Regions from separate parts of the Mus musculus genome. Here region 2 is linked to region 1. The links are chromatin contacts, called in public promoter capture Hi-C maps. All regions are on one chromosome and are shown on one strand. The core of a region is the stretch at or near the end of the contact, and the rest is flanking DNA. Distances in the headings are between cores, read along the strand shown.

Region 1 (2,713 bases), core at 193-2,692:
ATCGCCAGCCACACAAGGTTACTAGGGCCATGTTTATCCCATAGATCCATAGAAACACCACTATCTTTGTCTATTCTAGATCAATGAGTTAGGATGTGAATGGCCAAGGGGAAGAATACTGTGCCCATCCTACATCTGCAAGTACTGACTGTATATTCATTGCTGGCCTTGGGGGCAGATACCATATGCACCAGTCTACTGGATAGGGCTGCTTCACTATGTCCTATTGATGGAATGTCTATCTCGGTTTCGTGGGACAGGAATCCTGTGGTACAGACACCATTGGCAGCCCATTTCTCTGGGTAAGGGCTGTGTGGATTATAGGATTCAGCTGCTATCTATCCAGCATGGTGAGACCTGACACTATATTCATCCTGGGACTTTTTATTTCATTTTATTTACATCCCAAACGCTACCCCCTTCAGGTCACCCCTCACAGAGACCCTTTCCCACCTTCCCTATCTCCTCTGAGAGGGTGAGCCCCCACTGGGTATTCCCCCAACCCTGGTGCATCAAGTCTCTGCCAGATTAGTCACATCCTCTCCCACTGAGGCCTGTTGGGCTATGGATACCACAGTCAGGCTACAGCTTTAGGAGAGCCTCTGCCCCAGTTGTGTGTGTGTGTGTGTGTGTGTGTGTGTGTGTGTGTGTGTGTGTGTGTGTGCACATGGAGACTGAGCTGCGCCTTTGCTGTTTATGTTTCAGGGGCCTTGGTCCATCCCATGTGTGTTCTTTGGTTGGCAGCTCAGTTTCTGAGAGTTCCCAGAGGTCCAGGTTAGTTACTCTTTTGGCCCTCATGTGGGGTTCCCAGCCCCTTAAAGACCTTCAATCCTTCCCCCAACTCTTCCATAAAAGTCTCCGACCTCAGTCCAGTGTTTGGCTGTGGGTCTCTGCATCTGTCTCAGTCAGCTGCTGGCTGGAGCCTCTCAGAGGACAGCTATGCTAGACTCCTGTCCCCAAGCATAGCAGGGTATCATTAATAGTGTCAGGGATTGGTGCTTGCCCATAGGATGGGTCTCAAGTTGGGCTGGTTATTGGTTGGCCATTCCTCCAGTCTCTGCTTCATCTTTGTGCCTGCATTTCTTTTAGGCAAGACAAATTTGAGGTGAAAAGTTTTGTGGGTGGGTTGGTGTCCTTATCCCACTGGGGTAGAAGTGGGATTCCTGCCGGCTGCCTGGCGGGCTACTGGAGCAAGGATGCCATCGGACCCTGGCAAACTCTCCCCAGCCGCCGGCTGCATCTGTGGAACCCACGAACCCTCCGCTTTCTGGGCAGTCTGGAAGAAACAGAACTAGGTGAGCACGTTGACACTTCTTACAGAAATGCACTACTGCAATAACGAAAGTTGGACGCTCTTTTAAAAAAAAAAAAAAAAAAAAAGTCAGAACTCTCGCGAGAAGAGCCAAGCGCCAGGTTCGTACCCGTAGATCTCGCGAGAAGTCTAAGCGCCTTTCCCGGCTGTCGGAAGCTGCGGACTCGTCCCGGCTGTTGGGATCCCTGGCGCGATGTCGTCCGCATACTCAGTCCGATCCTTCCCAGTCAGCATCCCTGCGGTGATCATGGTAACTCGCAGGCTCTAAGTGGCGCCGGCGTTTGGTGGGGTTTGCTAGTTCTTGCGAGAACTGCGCAGGGGCGGGCGGGCTGCCTGAAGCCGCTCCCTGCTCCGCTGGATGGGGCAGCTCCCGGGTGCGCACCGGCCGTCCTCTGAGTCCCCAACACCAGTGTTCACCCCGGTGGCGTCTTAGCGCCATACATTGACTTCCCTGCCAGTGTCTGGAGAGACTCTCAAGTGCGCTGTCTTTCCGATGTGGCACAGAAGAGATGAGCGTTACCCAGTAACTGGACTTCAAGCTGTCCCCAAGAGCTTTAGGGCTCCAGATAGAGGAGCTGGTCTTGCCTTGCGGAGCCGTGCCCTTGGAAAATGGCATGGGAAGCTCTAAGAAGTCGGGACTAGGAACTTAATATTAGTTGGAGACAGAATCAGAAAGATTGGAGCCTTGGGGACTGTACTTAAGACCCCAAAGCACACTAGCCGGCTGCATGGTGCAGAAGTGTCAGGGACAGTCAGCTCTGCAGGTTAGGATGGCTCTCATTTCCAGACCTCCATGCACAGAGGAGCTTGGTGTACGCAGCTTCACACATTCCAAGTTAACATGACTTTACTTAGCTCGTTAGTTTAGTTGATAATAACCCTCTAGATTTCACCCAGTCCAAAGAGGCAAGTGGACAGTAGTTTCCATCCTGTGTGCTCAGACTTTAAAATCTTTATATAAAAATCTGTGACTGTGTTTGCAATTGAGGCATCGCTGTTTCCTCTCGCTTGCTCCTGCTTGTCTGAGAGTTCTGGTTGTATACAAACACCAATGGAAGACCCCCAAACTCAATGGAAGGGACCAGTAGCTCCCACTCCCCACAGGAAAGCAGTTTCGTTTCGCTGCCCTCCAGGTTTCTAACGCTATCTCCTCACAGGAGACAGACTGGACAGAGCCGTGGCTCCTAGGACTCCTTGCCTTCCACCTGCTGTGCCTCCTTCTCACTTGCTTCTCCTCACAGAGGTATAAGCTACAGATCGGGCACTTCCTGTGTCTGGGTGAGTAGGAGAACCTTGAATCCCTCTGCTCACTCTCATTGCTGCGATACTGCCCCTGGGTTTGTTTGCGTTGTGTTTTCACAGCGTTTCCCAAGCCTTCATTTCTATATGGAGATCATGAAG
Region 2 (2,700 bases), core at 25-2,524, 1.1 Mb after region 1:
AAGAACTTGGTACATCCCTTCCTACAGTATGAGTTACTGCTTCTTGTGAGGGAAGGAAAGGGCATGGTGTGGAGACCAGGACAGAGAAGAGCTGCAAACCAAGCAGATGAGGAGTTTCAAGTTTTTGAAAGACTGCGTGGACCCTGAGCCAGTCCATTTTATTGTCCCAAGTAAACAGTTTTGCACCCATCCTTTTATTTCTCTGCTCAAATGCAGGGCAGTTTAGGGGAAGGGGAGGGAGAGAGGAAGAGGGGGAAGAGGAAGGAGAGAAATGAAGAGGCGGTGGGGGGTGGGGGAAGAGGATGAAGGGGGAGGAAGGAGAGAGGAGAGAGAGAATATAGATATATAGACAGGAAAGATGTCCAAGGCATAACCATGGCTTTATTATACCTGTAATCAAGACACCCACCCCCCAAAAAAACCTAGGTTCTTTTAAAAAGGAGGTGAAAATCTATTTGTACACAGAATCAAGCTTTATATAAAGTAGAATTTTAATAGTTACCAGATTGCAAATTTGAGTTTCATTTTTAAAGACTACCTTTTATATAATTGGCTCCCATCTTTTATTTAATTATCCATTTGTTGTATGTATGCATGTGTATTCATCATGTGTTTATGTGCGTGCATGGGTGTTTCTGGGCGTCCCAGGGTGGAAGTGTGGCGGTCAGAAGACAACTTTGTGGAGTCGGTTCCCCTTCCACCAGGTGGTTTCTGGGTATCGAACTGAAATTCTCTCCCTTGGCTGCAAGGGCCCTTTACCTACTGAGCCACCCCGCCGGCCCTCCCAAAACTTTCTAACCTTACAAAGAGCATCGCACGCCGTAGCCTGAAGAAGCTAATCAAACATTTGGTACTGTTAAGGATCTGACGGTTTCCTACCTCTGTGGAGGAATAAAGGGCAGACAGAAGAGTAAAATGAGTCCTATTTCAGCATAAAGAAAGCTGGCAACCGCCGCCCATTGGATTGTCATCGTTTTGTTTTGTTTTTTCTTCACACCTATACAGAGAAAGATTTCAATTTTAGAGAAACATGGGTGAACGGCCAGACACGCGGCGTGGGGCCTGCCGGGAGTTCGCCTAACTCCGGGTGACGAGGCAGTGCGCCGGACGGCCCCGCAGGTTCTTCCCCGGTCCCGAGGTGGCTCGGGCCGCAGAACGCCGCGGCCCGAGCCGCCGGACGCGAGGTCAGCAGCGGGGCCGCCCGCCGCCCGTCAGGCTTACCCGCCGCCGATCGCTCCGCGTGCCCCGCCGCCCGCCTGCGCGCGCACGTCCCACGCCGCCGGGAGCGCGCCGGGCCCGGCTGAGGTCACACTGGCGCGACCGCGCCTCCCGCGGCCCTTGTTTCCTGGTGCGCGGCGTGAGGCGGCCGAGGCTCCTCCACGTGGGCTCGGTATCCCCGGAGGGCTGATCCCCGATGCGGCTGATGCCGGATGACGGGAGCCAGGGCCCGGGTCTATGGTGGGACCCAGCCAGGTGCCCTAGGGTGGTAACCTGCCTCCCTGCCCGGAGCTAAACTGAATTTAAGTCATGGCCCAGGCCTGGGGGGTCTGTGGAGCGTTTTGTGTTTTGCATGCTGTTTTCCTGGTCCTACCGTGCCCATAGGCAAGACCAGGCAACTTGTGGGAACTGCTGGGTCTACTCCTTTACCTAACCATATTCCCTTAGGTAACTAGATAGGCCCCAGAAACCTTTGAGGGTGGATGCTCTCATGCTTGGTTAACTTTGCATTCCACCTCTGGTTTCCCTGGTAACACTAGAAAGAAAAACCTAACTACTGCCTCTCCTTAGGCTTTCTGGTCAATTCCTGTAATATCCCTGCTCCAAGTAGAGACTTGGCATCCCGATAACATTACATACTACATTACATACTGTCTCCATTAAGCTGGCCAGGAGTTCACTATCCAGGAAAAAGGATTCACTTGGAGATGTGTTAAAGAGGTGGGAGGGATAATTATTCCATTAATACGACGCAGCACTTACACATCCCAAGATGGCACTCCTTGAAGGAGCTTCCTTCTGCCCTGTGGCAGTAGTAAGCTTGCTTGGTTTTCTGGGTTCTAATTCAGAAAAGCCTAACACCTGCCTCTGTTTTTCTTTAGTGGATGGCCAAAAGCCTAAGCAAGCTTTCTGCTGATAATGGGCTTTCTCATTTCTGAATACCTGCCCCCTCCCGGAAGTACTGGTAGACCTTCATTTCTGAACAAGGCAGTGTTATTGGACCCTTTATGCCTAAAGATGTAACTTTTGTCTTTTTCCTCCTCTTCTCCATCCCCTTGGCTACCTTTTTTTTTTGTTTTGTTTTGTTTGTTTTTAATTCCAAATTAATAGTATTGCCCTTTAAAAAAAGCTTTGGCATTCTTTTATTAACAAAACTAGGAATCTAAAAGGGAACTCCAAATACTTCCAGGTTTTCAACATATGTGAATATTTGCAAATCTCAGAATGTAACTTCAAAAGGTTAAAAATCCCCTGTAAGGCTGTTGTGCAGTTGCTCAGATGCTTAATTTAATCATGACTTTTGAGCAGCCCATGTTCATTTGGGTTTGTAGTGTCCTTCTGCTAAGTGTCTATTAGAAATGTCTATGCGCCGGGAATGGTGGCGCATGCCTTTAATCCCAGCACTTGGGAGGCAGAGGCAGGCAAATTTCTGAGTTCGAGGCCAGCCTGGTCTACAGAGTGAGTTCCAGGACAGCCAGGGCT

The links. Promoter capture Hi-C pulls out the DNA fragments that hold promoters and counts their contacts.
Region 2: a promoter capture Hi-C map of liver shows a contact between it and region 1, with 2.7 times the contacts expected there. The contact joins the promoter of Bcap29 here to the promoter of Tmem18 in region 1.

What each region holds. Positions count from the first base shown.
Region 1 is chr12:30,583,001-30,585,713 of GRCm38.p6, forward strand. Tmem18 (transmembrane protein 18) reads left to right here and starts at 1,443. Exons shown (of 5, transcript NM_172049.2): 1 at 1,443-1,562; 2 at 2,470-2,590. The coding sequence starts at 1,506.
Region 2 is chr12:31,633,384-31,636,083 of GRCm38.p6, forward strand. It overlaps Bcap29 (B cell receptor associated protein 29), which reads right to left and starts at 1,275. Exons shown (of 8, transcript NM_001164090.1): 1 at 1,222-1,275; 2 at 880-997. The coding sequence starts at 971.